Linked DNA regions of Mus musculus: all the other regions are linked to region 2. Evidence: chromatin contacts called from public Hi-C and promoter capture Hi-C data. All regions are on one chromosome and are shown on one strand. Each heading gives the region's core, a stretch centred on a gene start, on an enhancer-like site or on the middle of the called end of the contact. The rest is flanking DNA. Distances are from core to core; before and after follow the strand shown. Region 1 holds the start of Lonrf1 (LON peptidase N-terminal domain and ring finger 1). Region 2 holds the start of Tti2 (TELO2 interacting protein 2). Region 3 holds the start of Slc20a2 (solute carrier family 20, member 2). Region 4 holds the start of Atp7b (ATPase, Cu++ transporting, beta polypeptide). Region 5 holds the start of Ckap2 (cytoskeleton associated protein 2).

Region 1 (2,700 bases), core at 80-2,579, 5.1 Mb after region 2:
AGGAGGTTCCAGGAGCAAGAGATCCTGCAGGTAAGAAGAGGTGACCACCTCGGGGGCAGCCGGCCACCAACTCGGAGTTGGGCCGTCGCTGGGCCTCCCGATGCCGGTGCCCGCGCCGGGCTCCCGCCACGCCCACTGAACGTCACCCGTTACACAACGCCCCCCCACCCAGCTTATGCAATTCTGCCCTCCCGCGGCTTCTAATTGCCCCGGTGACTTTAGTGCACGACCAAGGTAGACACGGTATCCCCCGAGCTCCCGCCAAGCCCGGGGATGCTCGCCCCCACCCCGGCTGGGGCTCCCGGCCAGAGTACTGAGGGAAGCCTGCGGCCCCCACCCACCCCGCGCCCAAGCTCCGCGGCCCCAGGTCCCCGCTGGGCGCGCGCACGAGGGAACCTCGCATCCGCGCCCCTCCCCGCGCCGCGTCACTTGCAGCTCCCAGGCGATCCCCACCGTGACCGAAGCACCCCGGGGCGCCGCCCCCTCCCACACTCGTGATCCCCGCTCGCCCGGCCCCACACCGCAGCCCCGCATCACCTGCTCGCAGGGCGTCGCAGGCGGCGGCCAGGGCCTCCCGGTAGCGCCCTTCGTGCAGCAGTTCCCCGAGGCGGCCGGCCGCCCGCGCGCGCTCGCGCTGGCCCGGGAACCACTTCTCCGCCAGGTGGTTGAGCACGACGCTGGTTCGGAAGTCGGCGATGGCGGCGGCCAGGGGCGGCGGCCGCGGGGTCCCCTCCGAGGCGGCGGCGGCGGGTGGCAGGCGGTCCCGGCACAGGCGGCAGCGGGCGCGCAGCTCCCTCCGTAGGCAACGGCGGCAGTAGCTGTGGCCGCACGGCACGGTCACCGGCTCGCTTAGGAAGCCCCGGCAGCTCAGGCAGCTGAGCAGCCCGGCCGCGCCCGCCGCGGGTGCCGCGCTCCAGCGCAGCCCGTGGCGGAGCCGGTAGCTGAACACCAGGCAGTCCACTAGCGACCCGAGGCGCTCGGGCCTGGCCGGGGCCCCGCGGCGCAGCGCAGCCGCGAACGCCTCCAGCGCTCCCTTCAGGTGGCCGCCCAGCGCCAGCAGCTCTCCGCGGCGGAGCAGAAGCTCCCAGCGCCCCGACTCCGCGCCCGCGCGCTCCAACCGCTCGCCGCCGCCGCCCACTTCCCACGGCCCGTTCCGGCTCCGCGGTCCGCCGGACGCCTCCCGATTCCCGCCCGGGGACGCCCTCGCCACGGCCGGAGAAGACATGGCCCGCACAGGGCTGCTCTGCCGCCGCCGCCCGCCGCCACGGTCCGGGAACCTCCGGGGCGCGCGGCTCCGCACGCGGCCGGCGAGCAGGGGGGCGTGGCGCGCGGACATGGCGGGGCGGCGCGCGCCCGGGGAGCCCCTGGGGGCGGGGCCTACAGAGGAGGGGCGAGGCTTAGCGAGGCGGAGCGGGGCGGGCCTTGGCTTCTGCGCCCGGCCTCCCGACATGCGGCCGGCCTCCTAGTTCACCAGAGCTGGCCGGCTGGTCCCGCCCTTTCTGAGCCCCTCCTGGAGAGGGACGTGAGATCAGATGATCCCCAGCGGGGATCTAATTGGCTTCTCTGACGAGGAGGGCTTGGCTCGTGACTGAACAAAGCCCGAAGTCTCCTGGGCGGCCTTCGAGCTGACACCTCTTGTAACCGAGGTCCATCCCCAGGCCTATAACTTGGGCGCTGTGCAGTTCGTATGTGCACCAGCAGTGCTGTGACCCCAAACCTGCAGCACCTGAGTAGGTACTCCGACTCCTCCTGGCCATAGAAAGGAAACTTTGGGTGGGTCTAGATGCCCTGGGTTACGGCCGGCCAGAACAGGCAAAGGGATTGTGAATGCACGGTGTGATTACTTTGAGACTTAAAACTGAAATCTGCCAACTTTATACACACACACATTCCACGTCCAGAGACCACTTCCTTTGGTTAGTGCTGACTTGTGATAAAGTTTATTAAGAGTTCAAACGAAGAAATGAACTGTCCAAAAGAAGCCCGATACTTTGTGAGTGACCTTTAAATTTTAATTTAAAAAGTGCAATACACCAACCCCCCCCATTAAACTATTAAATAAACAAAGCACACCTTAGAGAGTGAAAGTCTCCAGGTTCCTCAGATGGGCTCCACAACCTTCATACACACGAACCCACAGTTGCTTAAAGGTTTTTAAATGAGAATATAGAAGAAAAACATTTTCCCTGTGGCAGAAACCAGATCACTACAATGCAAGCATTCCGCAGCTTTGTCGACTGAAGACAGTTTGGCTCGTATGTAATGGATTCTAGTTCCTTTAAATGTGACAGCATCCAGTTTAATATTCTCAATGGAAATATTTATAGGTTTGATTACAGAGTACTGGGTGGAAAATGTAGGAAGAGATTTAAGGCTTTTGGTTCTTTTTCAAATACTTGGTAACAGGAAAGGAAATATATTTGTCTGAAATCATACAGTCAGTATTACAAAGAGATTTTAAGATCTTCTCACGGTGATAATATCGTATATAATGTTTAATCAACAGTTATCTTTCTTCAATTTTTTTTACACGAGGTCTGCAAACACACGAGATCCTGCTTACACAGAACAGGTGACAAAGGTTTGAAAGCGTCTTTCTGCTACACAATAAGCAAACCTCAGAAAAGAAAGAGGGCACAGGAACAAAGGGCTAGAGAAAGAAGAGTTGACTTAAAAACAAAAGCAAAATCCCGGGCTCCT
Region 2 (2,700 bases), core at 68-2,567:
CTGGCCTCAAGCTGCTTTTGTTAAGGGAAGGTTTCTCTTGGAAGTGGTTAGCAGTGATTGATCAGAGTGCCACCAATTGGTCAGAGTGGGAAAAGCCAGAAGAAAGAGGTTCCGAGTTAGAATTCTAATCACCAGATTTTCTTGGAAAGAAGAAATGTAAATTAATGTTGGTGCTGTTGCATAACAATGGGAACTAACACCTCTATGAACTTTATGCTGATCAGATATTGTTCCCGGCATTTATGTACATTAAAAATTGTCCCAACAGTCCTAAGAGATGGGGACCAGTAATTATCTACATTTGTTTCCCCAATACAGAAATTAAGACATAGAGATCTGAGCTATTGCCGTTTGCAAGAGGTCACACAGAGAAGTGAAGGGGGGAAAAAAAGCCACACAGGCATCACTGGTAGTGTAGTGGCAAATAGTGTAACACTAAGAAGAGCATGTCTTGGAGTGGAAAGATGGTTCAGTTAAGAACATGCCATGGCTAACAAACTCCAGAAATTCAAGTTCAGAGAACTGGACACTGTTTTCTGGCTTCCGCGGGGACCAGGGGGGGCACCAGGTACACATATACGCATGTGAACAAAGCATTTATACACATCAGAGTAATAACTTAATAAAACAATTTTTCTTAGAAAGAAGTGAATTGTACCAGAGCGACTTGTAAGAAGCATAACTCTGTCACTTTCAGTTTCTCTTAGGAATGGAATGTACTTTAGTAATAATGTATTAGTCCCAGGTACCCTGGACACTTTCCACTACCTAACCAGTAATCCTACCTGACTGAACCAAGAAGTAAAAAACAGGGCATAACTCTAATCTACACAAGAACCAGAAGTGGAGGATCCTCCTAAGTTCATGTCAGACGGGTAATGTGCCCACGTCGTAACAAGGTTTATGGGCGGCACATGTCACGCAATGGCGTGAACACCCAATCATCACGCTTTATGAACCAGAAAGGATCGGCCTTACTGTTAGCTTGCGAAGTATCGAGTAAGTCTCACCAGTTTTTCAAAGAGGGTGACTAATATGCTGCCGCTCTATTTAGCTTTTGCACACAAAATCTAGTACAATTTCAAACTGTTACTAGGATTTTGCGAGAATTCTCTTGTTTCTAGCCTAGCAGATGAAATCAGGAACAAACTTAATGAGCGAACGCTTAGTTATGCAAATATATCCTTCATGCTCCACCTTTTACCCCTTCCTTCTCTGACGGACTGTTTGTTGCTTTCTGGTCGCGAGTCGTAAAAAGAAGCGTTGCGGCTCCGCTGGCGGAAGTTAGTTTTGCTTTACGGCTACAATGCTCTCCAGGGCCGGAAGTTGCGGAATACAGCTACCGTACTGGAAGAGCGCTTGGTTTCGGGAGCCTTTTTGGTGTCACGGTTCAGTAGTTTGTCTTTAAAATTAACTGTTTTTTTTTTCTTTTTTGAGTTTTCGGAAAGACAAATTTCGCTACGTGTTAGGAGCTTGAGGCTCTCCTATTTTTTTTTCGAGACAGGGTTTCTCTGTGTATCCCTGGCTGTCCTGGAACTCACTCTGTAGACCAGGCTGGCCTCGAACTCAGAAATCTGCCTGCCTCTGCCTCCTGAAGCGTGCGCCACCACTGCCCGGCTTGAGGCTCTCTTCTTACAGCCACTTTACTGGGTGGATTGACACTCGATCCTTGCGTCAAGACAGTGAGACATCTCGCCTTTTAGCTGTGCCTGGTTTTAGTTCTGTTCGTTGGGGGACACCGAGCCCCGGACGACCTTCCCTCCGAGACTCCAGACACCATCCCCATTTGGTCTCTGTCCCCCCCCGGGGGGGGCGGGGGGGGCGAGCCCAGCCCCTCCGGTGCGACTAGGAATGAAGCTGGACAGTGCCGAAGAGAAGTCGGGGGTCGGCTGCTCCCTGCCTGCAGAGGGCTCTCCCCCGGCCCTCGAACCAGCCTTCTCCAAGATTCTGAACCGTCTCAGCCGCCCAAAGTCATCAGGACAGGGCGGCGCAAGAAATGCGGCTCTTAAAGACCTCGGCGCTTTAATAGAAGCCGCCGAAGGTGACAGATTCTTTGAGGGGAGTGGGAGTGGGGGATCCCTCCGGGGGATGCCCGAGATCCTGGGGCAGGTGGTGAGAGCCCTGGAGAAGTTCGCAGCACCCGAGGAGAAGGCAGATGGGGTCGAAGAGCATCCCGAAGTGCCCGAGAAGGCGACTGAAGTTGGCTCACTGTTTCTAAAGCTGTTGGGGAAGGTTGAAGCTGCCAAGAGTTCTCCCGACTGCCCTGCGTGGAAGACAGGCCTCCGTCACATGTCAGGACCCGTGTATATTTTTGCCATCACTCACAGATTGAAGCAGCCATGGACCAGTCCAGCATCTCAGCATGTTGCTGGTGAGGTGCTGTCTTTATTGCTTAGAGTTACTGAGTGCAGTTCTGTGGCAGGATTCCTATGCGGAGAAAATGAAGACGATCGAGGGAGATTTGCTGTGGTCTTGGGGCTTCTTAAGCCCCATTTGAATAAGTGAGTAATGCTCTTTTCACTATTATCAGACAGATAGGGGTGCTGAGATAATAGATTTCTTAAGGACCGGAACGGTTGTGGCTTACTAGAGACGAGGAAATCATATAGCAGCAAATTCAAGATTAGAACTGAAGTCATCAAATTCCATTTTCTCCACCAAATGACTGCCTTGGAAAACTGGAAATTCTGACAATAGATA
Region 3 (2,700 bases), core at 121-2,620, 8.7 Mb before region 2:
AATAATATACTTCTACCCAGAGATTGATGGCTTCCTACTATATTACACTTTAATCATACTTAGAAAAAGCTTTTCTAACCATTGCTGACCCAGGATGGCAAAACAGATTCTATAAAACCATCCATAGTATGCAATAACACCGCTGCTCCACAGGTCCTGGGTGGATGAGTTTCCTTAGACCCACAGTTTAAAGGGTCTGCACTGAAGCTAGGCCTCTCCTGCTAGTCCTGACACCATCAAGGCCACGCTTTGGAAGAGTCAGGAATGGAGAGTTCAGAGTCCACAGTGCAGACATGGAGGTACTTTAACCACGCCTCCCACGCACTTTGTGTAACCTAACCAAGTGTGAGGATATGCGCCTTTCCCCTTCAGTCTAAAGTAAAATGTCCAGGGGTTGGTTCATTTCAGGCAAGTTAATGCTCTAGTAGATTGATGCTGAGAGTGACATTCTGGGCTCTTATGGGAAAACTGACATCTTCCCTCAGCTGTCCGGTGATGTAATGTTTAAACTATTATTGCATTAGAAAGATGCTAGCTAGATGGAGCTGATTTAAGCTGCAGGTTAAACACGCATATTAAGAGATCATGACATCAAAAAACGCATCCATCGGGATTTAGTTTAAGGCTGACCTCCTTTTGGGTGACAAAATCCTTTTCAGGTAATCATGAGACATTATCCTAAGTTTTAAAGTTTGTCCACTCCGTTCTAGAACCTGCCACCTCGCTTGGAATGCTATTTTCTGCCTCTCACGTGGGACTTTTGTTACTCTCTCACGGAAATTCAGACTACACATAATTTCTAACAACGGAACCCAAACACCATGAGGGGAAGATTCATTCTCCTGACTCTCTGAAGCACTGCGACGTTTGAGGTCCTAAAACAGACGGGAACAAGGTCACAGGCTTTCACCCCATCCTAGAGGACGGAGCATAGCTGAGGCCTGTGGACTGCGCAGTACACGTTCGAGTAATTTTTTTTTTCTTTTTGCACCCATCCTGCTTTGACGCACTGCAACTCAATAACAGGTGACAGTGGTGGCTCTGAGATCCCAAGGCCACAGGGACCCGGGGAACGGGAGGCGCAGAGGTGGCACACAGATCTGACGCCCAAACCTGGCCTCCTCCAGCCGCCGCCCCCCTCCCCCGAGCCTGTGCAATCTGTTCCAGGTGACATACAGGACAGTCCTCCCGCGACGGGACGCCGCACGCTCCCGCCGGCGTCTCTGCGGGCTCCGGGGACCCTAGGCACGCTGCAGCCGCCCCGCTCACTCCGCCCGCAGAGACACCCAGGTCGGGATCTGACCCGCAGCAGCTCGCAGCCCGCGGCTGGGCCCGGACTGGACGGGACGGGGCGGGGCCGGGACGGGGGCGGGGCGGTGACGCAGCCGCGCGCGGGCGGGCGAGCGAGCGGGAGAGCGGGCGGGCGGGCGCTCGGCGGCTGCTGAGGTGCGGAGGCCGCCGCGCCGAGCCGCTCCGCTCCGCTCGGGCTGTTCCGGGAGTCGGGCGGGGAGCGCGGGCCGAGACCCAGCGGACCGGACGACCTCGCCTTCGTCACTTCCTGCCGGCCCGCGGTTTCCGGAGGGAACGAGAAGCCAGGTTTTGTTATTGGTTTTTCTTCCTTCCCTCTGTGCGGGATCGGAGCCCGACGCCGCGGCGGCACCGCGTGCCGCGTGTGGCGGGAGCCGAGCGCAGCGCGGTGCAGCGCGGCGGTGCGTCTCTCCGCGCGCCGCGGCCCGGGTCGGCGCGGGCGGGAAGCGGCGGGCTCAGGCCGGAGGGCGCCGAGGCTCCTCCGCGGTGGGGCGGTCTCGGGGTGTCTGCGCGTGCTCCCGGGACGAAGCTGGCTGGCTGGGTTCTCGGTCTCCTCATCTTCCCGGCTGTGAGGCCGAGGCGACTGCTCTCTCGCATCTTTGCTTGAATGGCTAGGGTGTTTTTAAAAGAAAAAGAACAAAAAAGAAAAACACCATTTGCGTGGGGGGACTTGAATAAGGTTACGTTTTCCAGGGTGAGGCAGGTGGTGATCGTTAATGAGTGAGTGCAGTTTCGCCATTAAACCGATCAGTCGGTCCCCCCAGGTTAGTGCGGCCATGCAAATAAAGCGGCCCATTGTCCACGTGCTTAAGGGCTTAGCAATTCCAGCAGGGCAAGTTCTCCGGGATCATCTGACTTCTTGTTACCATTCTTGCTCGCAGTGTAGCGGTTCTCTTGAGTTGGCGTGCAGAGATAAGAGCAAATAATTAGACTGTAACTTTTCACAAGTTGTCTTGCCTATTACAAACTCACCTTCCCTTAGGATCAGTAACATGTTTTTGTAGTATCAGTGTATGTGCGTTTACGTATATTATACACACAATCATTTATATAATTTTTAAACCATTTAGTTTGAGTTTAAAGTTAGAGAATTAGAAAGAGTAGTACACGTGGTGTTTGCTGCCTGTTTGCCGGGACAGTGCCAGATGTTCATAGATGTTTTATATCAGTTCATTCTCAAGGGGAACTTCTTACATAGGCGTAGATTGTTCAGTTTCTCAATACTTAAGTTTGATTAGCTCGCACCACTATGTAGAACGTTGGCTTTAAATAGTTGTTTCTCTTCTGAAAATAAGGGTGCTGATCACAGAATAACTTAGCAAATTAGTGTGGCTTTAGAAAGAAGTTCATAGAAGTGTGTTTAGTCCATTTGGGTGTATAAGAGTTTTAAAA
Region 4 (2,700 bases), core at 115-2,614, 9.1 Mb before region 2:
TACTCAGCCACCTCTCTCCCTGCCTGTCCATTAACCTACACCCCTCTCATTCCTACACACCAGAGTCTACATGAATTTCACTAACAAGGGACGCTGGATAAAACTGCTGGATTAATTAGTTTCAGAGACCTGAACAAAAGGAGCAAGCTCCAATCCAGCAATCCAGACCTAAAGAAATACGCCCAGTATTAAATTCGATGTCAATAACCAAGTGTAAGGCCAGTTGAATGGCTCGATGAGTGGATGCACACAATCTTGAAGCCCTAGGACCTGTTTGCTGAAAGGAGGGAAAACCAACTCCTGGACGTCTTCTGCTGACCTCTCACGCCTAGATTCTCTCCCCCTCCATTCTTCCCCATATACACATAAAACAAATAAATAAATGCTTTAAAAAAAAAAAAGACTCAAGTACAAGTAGGGCAAGATGGCTCAGTGGGTAAAGGCACTAGCTTTTAAACCCGACGACCCGACACACTGACACACATGGTGGGAAAAGCAGCACTAAGTCCAGCAAGATGCCCCTAACCTCCATCACACACACACACACACACACACACACACACAACAATTCAAGTGCAAAGATCACGTCAACTGGGAAAGAAAGGAAGCAATCGCCATGACCACCCAAGAGGGAACCACCAACAGACTATGGGGAACACCTATGACACTCTGGGAAACAATCTACAAAGTATAACTAATTGGAAAAAAAAAGTTCCGAGAACATAAAACGTGATTTCAATTAAGCTAGACAAAATATTTTAAAACAATGCACAAATCTTCAAGAATTCATCATATGCCTGCGACCTATACAAGTTTCAGTAAGTATTTGTTGATTGAAAACGCACATGAAGAAAAGAAAAACAGACCTGCTTTTCATGTTAAATATTCTACGCTGTTTGCATCTCTAAGAGGCTGCATTAATTAACCCCCTGTATTATTAAATGAATGCCTTCAAGGTACAGGACTTGGATGTAGACCTTTTGAGGAGCATTAGCCAGGCATTAGCGAGGTATTAGCACTCCCAGGAGCAACTAGAGTTTTTATACAGCAAGCCCACGCTCAAGAGCTCTTTAATAAGGACCGGGGAAAGTTCTGGGCTCGAAATCGTTGTACACCAGAGGGCTAGTGGCACCCTTGATCTAGAGGGTTTTCCTCCCGGGTTCTCAGGGGTACGTGTCCACAGTCACGAGCCCTGGAGGAACCGAGGAGAAAAGCGCTTTGAGCAGGTGCGTACACGCTGCGGTCAGGCAAAGGAAACTTACTTTCCGACTGGCCTCTTTGGCTGTGACCTGTCTCTCCTGTTCAGGCATCGTCCCCACAGACGCCAAGTTCTTCCTGGGATCCATCCCCGAGCCCAAAGGTCACCTGGTTGGGGGGAGGGAAGGGCGACTTTACAAGCCAGGGAGAGGAGGCGCGAAGAAGCGCATCCGTGGTTCCTGGGGAACACAGGGCTCAGATCTCCCAGCCCCGGCGCTGCGGACTACGGACAGCGAGGTCCGCGGTGCGCTGCAGATAGGGTGCAGCGAGGACCACAGTCTCAGGACGCCCGCTCCAGCGCAGCCCCCTCTCCACCCCGCGCCCCGCTACTGCGGCCGCTGGGGACTCGCCGACACCTCTGAAAGAGCGGACTCTGTACTGGAAGATTAGCTCGTCGCCCGCCCGGACCTCCCATTGGGTCCCAACCGGCTGGCAGCGCCGCGGTGGGGGCAGGGCTGGGCGCCCTCAAGGGGGCTTCCAGACGGGAGGGGGGGGAGCGAAGTGGGCGGGGCGAGTGGGGTGGGAGGGGCGAGAGAGCCGGCTGTCCATCACAAGCCACGCCCCACCACCGCCACCGCAGCGGCGTGGCCCAAGTGGGATGGGCCCGTGTGCGCCCCGCCTGTGGGAAGCGGCTATTAGGCAACCTGCAGGAAGGCGTGTAAGCGGGGGGCGTGGCTAACGGCACACGCTTCCTCAGGAGCCAATAGGATAGAAGAACAGGCAAGCGCTTCCGGGCTGTGAGAGGGGAGGGTGGGATAAGATGGCGGCGGACACTGGGAGCTGGTGCGTGTACGCCGTGCTGCGGTGAGGATCTGGTGGCCTGAGCTCACGAGGGCGTGGAGGGTTTGGAGGCAGTCCAGATAAAGTCTGTAGAAGCGCTTTCTTCGTGCCTCGGTTTACCTCGGTTGTTTCGCATGCCGATCAGCTGTTTTCCTTAACTGGCTACCTGCTGCTTCGTAAACCAGTTGGTTGACTCTCTGCTACTTGACCATCTGTTGATTTCTTCTTTCCTGGTTGATGTTTAAAGTTGTAAATATATTGGTTTTGCCTTTGAGATACATATCGTTTCTTATGTAAGAATTACATAAAGTTGGTAGAAATAAACAGGAATGTTAACCACCCGGTGGTCACTACTATTGTAATAGTTCCATATTTCAAAAGTTGTTTCTGCCCTATGAAAGCCTACCTAAGTTCATATGTGTTTTTGTTCAGGTTGAACATTTATAGCTAGCGAAATAGCGTTCTGAAGAGCAGTGGATACATGCATTCTTGCCAGAGTTTGTATTACATCTTCCTTTCTGAGCTGTCTGCTTCAAGGTCTGTAGTGATTGCTAAAAATATGAATAGGCTAGTTTGTTCTAGCACATTCTTGGCCTTTTCCCGATAAATGGAATGCTGCCAGCTCTGTACAGTGTACATTGTCATGAGTGACTTTCTGCATTA
Region 5 (2,715 bases), core at 10-2,509, 9.0 Mb before region 2:
AAACCCTGTCTCAAAACAACAACAAAAACCAAAGCGACAAGAAAGCACCAGTCTAAAGTGTTTAAAAAGCCAATGAAGTCTCGTATTCAGGGCTGGCTCTTCCTTGGGTGCTAGCCAGAGCGAACAACTTCTACTAAAGAGCTTTAAAGAGTAACCACTAAGGGTGTGGAGTGTCTCCTCCCTGGGAAAAGAGATTATTCCTATAACAACACAATAGGAGATTTCTCAATTTAGACAAATGATCCCATGAATCAGAAATTACATGCAAGGTGCTGTTTTAGGCTTACTATTACTGTGATGAAAACACTCTCACCAAAGGCAACTTGGGGAAGAATGGGTTCATTTACTAATATCTCCATAGTACAGTTAGCTCATCATCAAAAGCAGTTAGGGCAGGAACTTGGTGCCATGAAGAAGTGTAGCTACAAGGCTTGCTCTGCCTGGTTTGTTTGTTTTTGTTTTTAAATAGCACTCAAGACCACTAGCCCAGGGGTGGCACCGCCCACAATGGGCGGGGCCCTCCCTCTCCCATCAATCTCTAATTAAGAAGATGCCCTACAGGCTGGCCTACAGCCTGCCTGATCTTGTGGAAACATCTTCTCAGTTTAGGTTCCCTCCTCTCAGGACTCTAGCTTGTGCTCAATGATAGAATACTTGCCTAGCGTATACAAAGCTCTGAGGTTCATCCTCCCAAATAAATAAATAAATAAATAAATAGCATCAAATGTCCTAATCGAGTGAAAATTGCAGGGAACACATTTCAATATAGGGTTCCAGAAACAACTGTGTAGAGAGATCTGATACCAGTCGCCAAATTCTGACCAACTTACATAAGTTTTCCACATTCTTGCTGCAGACCATTCAACTCCATTTTTCCAAAACGTCCAGGACATCATGCAAACAGTCCCAGCCTCACCTCCACGTTCCAAGCACAGAGATAGGAGAACCCGGGAGCTAGCGAGCGCGCGCGCAGGCGCAGTCGGGGGTCCGGGCAGCCCCGCCCCCGCCCTCAGACCCCGAAGATAAACCGCTGGCCCCGGCAGGAGCCGAGCCACGCGCTACCCTCGGCAGCGGCCTGGGCTCTCAGAGAGAGTTAGCGGCCGAGGCCCCGTGCCATCGCTCACCTCGGAAGGCCGGCTGGTCTCGCCTGGTCGGGGGCAGCTGCAGGTCCCGGGTCACCGGCAAGGGATTCCTCGCAGCCCTGCCAAGGAAGCGTTTCCTGGACTCTGCCATCGCTTAATGAGCGCGCCTCGGCGCCGGCGTGGATTGAACGGACCAATGAGCGCGGAGGGGCGGGGCCCAGGCGAGGGGCGGGGCCGTCCCAGAATCCAGAGACTTGGCAGCCGGCGAGAAATTTCAAAATCGAACAAAGCTCTCCCAACTGGATGGATGACGCCGTTGGAGCGGGCTTGTTGAATCCTCAGGATATAGCAGGACCAGGCTTGACAAGTCAGGACATGTCTTCAGACACAGCCCAGAGGAAGCCAAAGGACCGCAGTGACTGCACCTGTCAAATGCTGGTGCGCTCCTTAGGGATAAGGCTCATTGCTTTCCCTGAGGACAAGTTCCCGAATGATCTTTGGAGCTGCTTAACAGAATTAGGTTGCGATTATACCTCGCAAGCGAGATGATGAGCTCAGATGTTAGGTGTCTCGTGTTTGCACAGCTTGCAAACAAAACCTTTTTTTTTTTTTTTCTTTTTTCGGTTTTTCAAGACAGGGTTTCTCTGTATAGCACTGGCTGCCCTGGGACTCACTCTGTAGACCAGGCTGGCCTCGAACTCAGAAATCCACCTGCCTCTGTCTCCCAAATGCTGGGATTAAAGGCGTGTGCCACCACTTGCCCGACTTTGCAAACAAAATCTTAAGTTGAGATCTACCTTTGTGCTGTTATTTTATTGAAAATCTTGCTACGTAGCACAGGCTGGCCTAGAACTCACTTGCAGTCTTCCTTGACCTCCTGAGTGCTAAGATTACAACTCTATGCCCAGCCCTTTCTGTGCATTTATATATGCATTTGTGAAATGCAAACAAGTGTAGGAGACAGAAGAAAAAGAAAACTGAGGATATAACCCTCTGCTCTTTCAAGGCAGGATATAATTCTGTGAAGTTAAACCTATTGTGTGTTATAAAAAGATAAAGGAAAGAAGGAATATGTTTTGGTGGATGTGTAGTCAGGTATGGGGTGCCCCCGCAGGCCCATGGGTATAGTATAGAATAGAGTTTACTCAGGGAATGGGGAAGGGAGTTAAAAGGGTATTAGAGACAGAGAAAGGCAGAGAGAGTTGAGGAATAGAGGCTGGCTGAGAGCACATGTAGACAAGGGGGAGTAGGGGTGAGAGGACAGAGCAGGAGCAAGAAGACAAGAGAGAGCAAAGGAGGGAAGAGGGCAGAGGTAGCAAGCAGCCCCTCTCATAGTGAGTCAGGCAAGCCTGGCTATTGCCAGGTAACTGTGGGGCGGAGCTTAGACAGAATGCTAACAAAACCAACTCCTGTTGAACAATTTGTCTATGTTTGTCTTTTTAGGCATGCTGCCTTAACCTTTGACGCCCATCATTTAAACATGTCACCAACATAAAACCCAGACATGCTAACAGTGGTGGTTCATTGCTGTACTCCCTCAGAAAAATGACATGTGTGAAACATATTTCTAGGAAAAAAGCTACATCTTCAAACTGATTAACTGATTGGAACCTCAAAGGTTGTGGAGAGCTTG

The links. Promoter capture Hi-C pulls out the DNA fragments that hold promoters and counts their contacts. A called contact is a pair of places that touch in the nucleus more often than the background predicts.
Region 1: a contact with region 2 is called in a promoter capture Hi-C map of pre-B cells. The contact joins the promoter of Lonrf1 here to the promoter of Tti2 in region 2.
Region 3: a contact with region 2 is called in a promoter capture Hi-C map of pre-B cells. The contact joins the promoter of Slc20a2 here to the promoter of Tti2 in region 2. A contact is called at or near these places in 1 of 39 promoter capture datasets (pre-B cells) and 1 of 484 Hi-C or Micro-C datasets (B cells).
Region 4: a contact with region 2 is called in a Hi-C map of B cells, with 6 read pairs. The contact joins the promoter of Atp7b here to the promoter of Tti2 in region 2. A contact is called at or near these places in 1 of 39 promoter capture datasets (pre-B cells), 3 of 484 Hi-C or Micro-C datasets (B cells, CD8 T cells and the G1E-ER4 cell line) and 1 of 9 other capture datasets (liver).
Region 5: a Hi-C map of B cells shows a contact between it and region 2, with 5 read pairs. The contact joins the promoter of Ckap2 here to the promoter of Tti2 in region 2. A contact is called at or near these places in 1 of 39 promoter capture datasets (cranial neural crest) and 1 of 484 Hi-C or Micro-C datasets (B cells).

The regions. Positions count from the first base shown.
Region 1 is chr8:36,248,030-36,250,729 of GRCm38.p6, forward strand. It overlaps Lonrf1 (LON peptidase N-terminal domain and ring finger 1), which reads right to left and starts at 1,330. Exons shown (of 12, transcript NM_001081150.2): 1 at 538-1,330. The coding sequence starts at 1,225. It overlaps Gm35712 (a long non-coding RNA gene), which reads left to right. Exons shown (of 4, transcript XR_870368.3): 1 at 1-30.
Region 2 is chr8:31,148,999-31,151,698 of GRCm38.p6, forward strand. Tti2 (TELO2 interacting protein 2) reads left to right here and starts at 1,318. Exons shown (of 7, transcript NM_144927.3): 1 at 1,318-2,501. The coding sequence starts at 1,852. Snord13 (small nucleolar RNA, C/D box 13) reads right to left here and starts at 960; the gene lies at 863-960.
Region 3 is chr8:22,475,330-22,478,029 of GRCm38.p6, forward strand. It overlaps Slc20a2 (solute carrier family 20, member 2), which reads left to right and starts at 1,371. Exons shown (of 11, transcript NM_011394.3): 1 at 1,371-1,596. Smim19 (small integral membrane protein 19) reads right to left here and starts at 1,550. Exons shown (of 4, transcript NM_001146117.1): 1 at 1,177-1,550.
Region 4 is chr8:22,058,710-22,061,409 of GRCm38.p6, forward strand. Atp7b (ATPase, Cu++ transporting, beta polypeptide) reads right to left here and starts at 1,365. Exons shown (of 21, transcript NM_007511.2): 1 at 1,263-1,365. The coding sequence starts at 1,346. Alg11 (asparagine-linked glycosylation 11 (alpha-1,2-mannosyltransferase)) reads left to right here and starts at 2,012. Exons shown (of 4, transcript NM_001243161.1): 1 at 2,012-2,061. The coding sequence starts at 2,018.
Region 5 is chr8:22,184,560-22,187,274 of GRCm38.p6, forward strand. Ckap2 (cytoskeleton associated protein 2) reads right to left here and starts at 1,260. Exons shown (of 9, transcript NM_001004140.2): 1 at 1,125-1,260. The coding sequence starts at 1,233. It overlaps Gm29878 (a long non-coding RNA gene), which reads left to right and starts at 1,469. Exons shown (of 2, transcript XR_378798.3): 1 at 1,469-1,520; 2 at 2,526-2,593.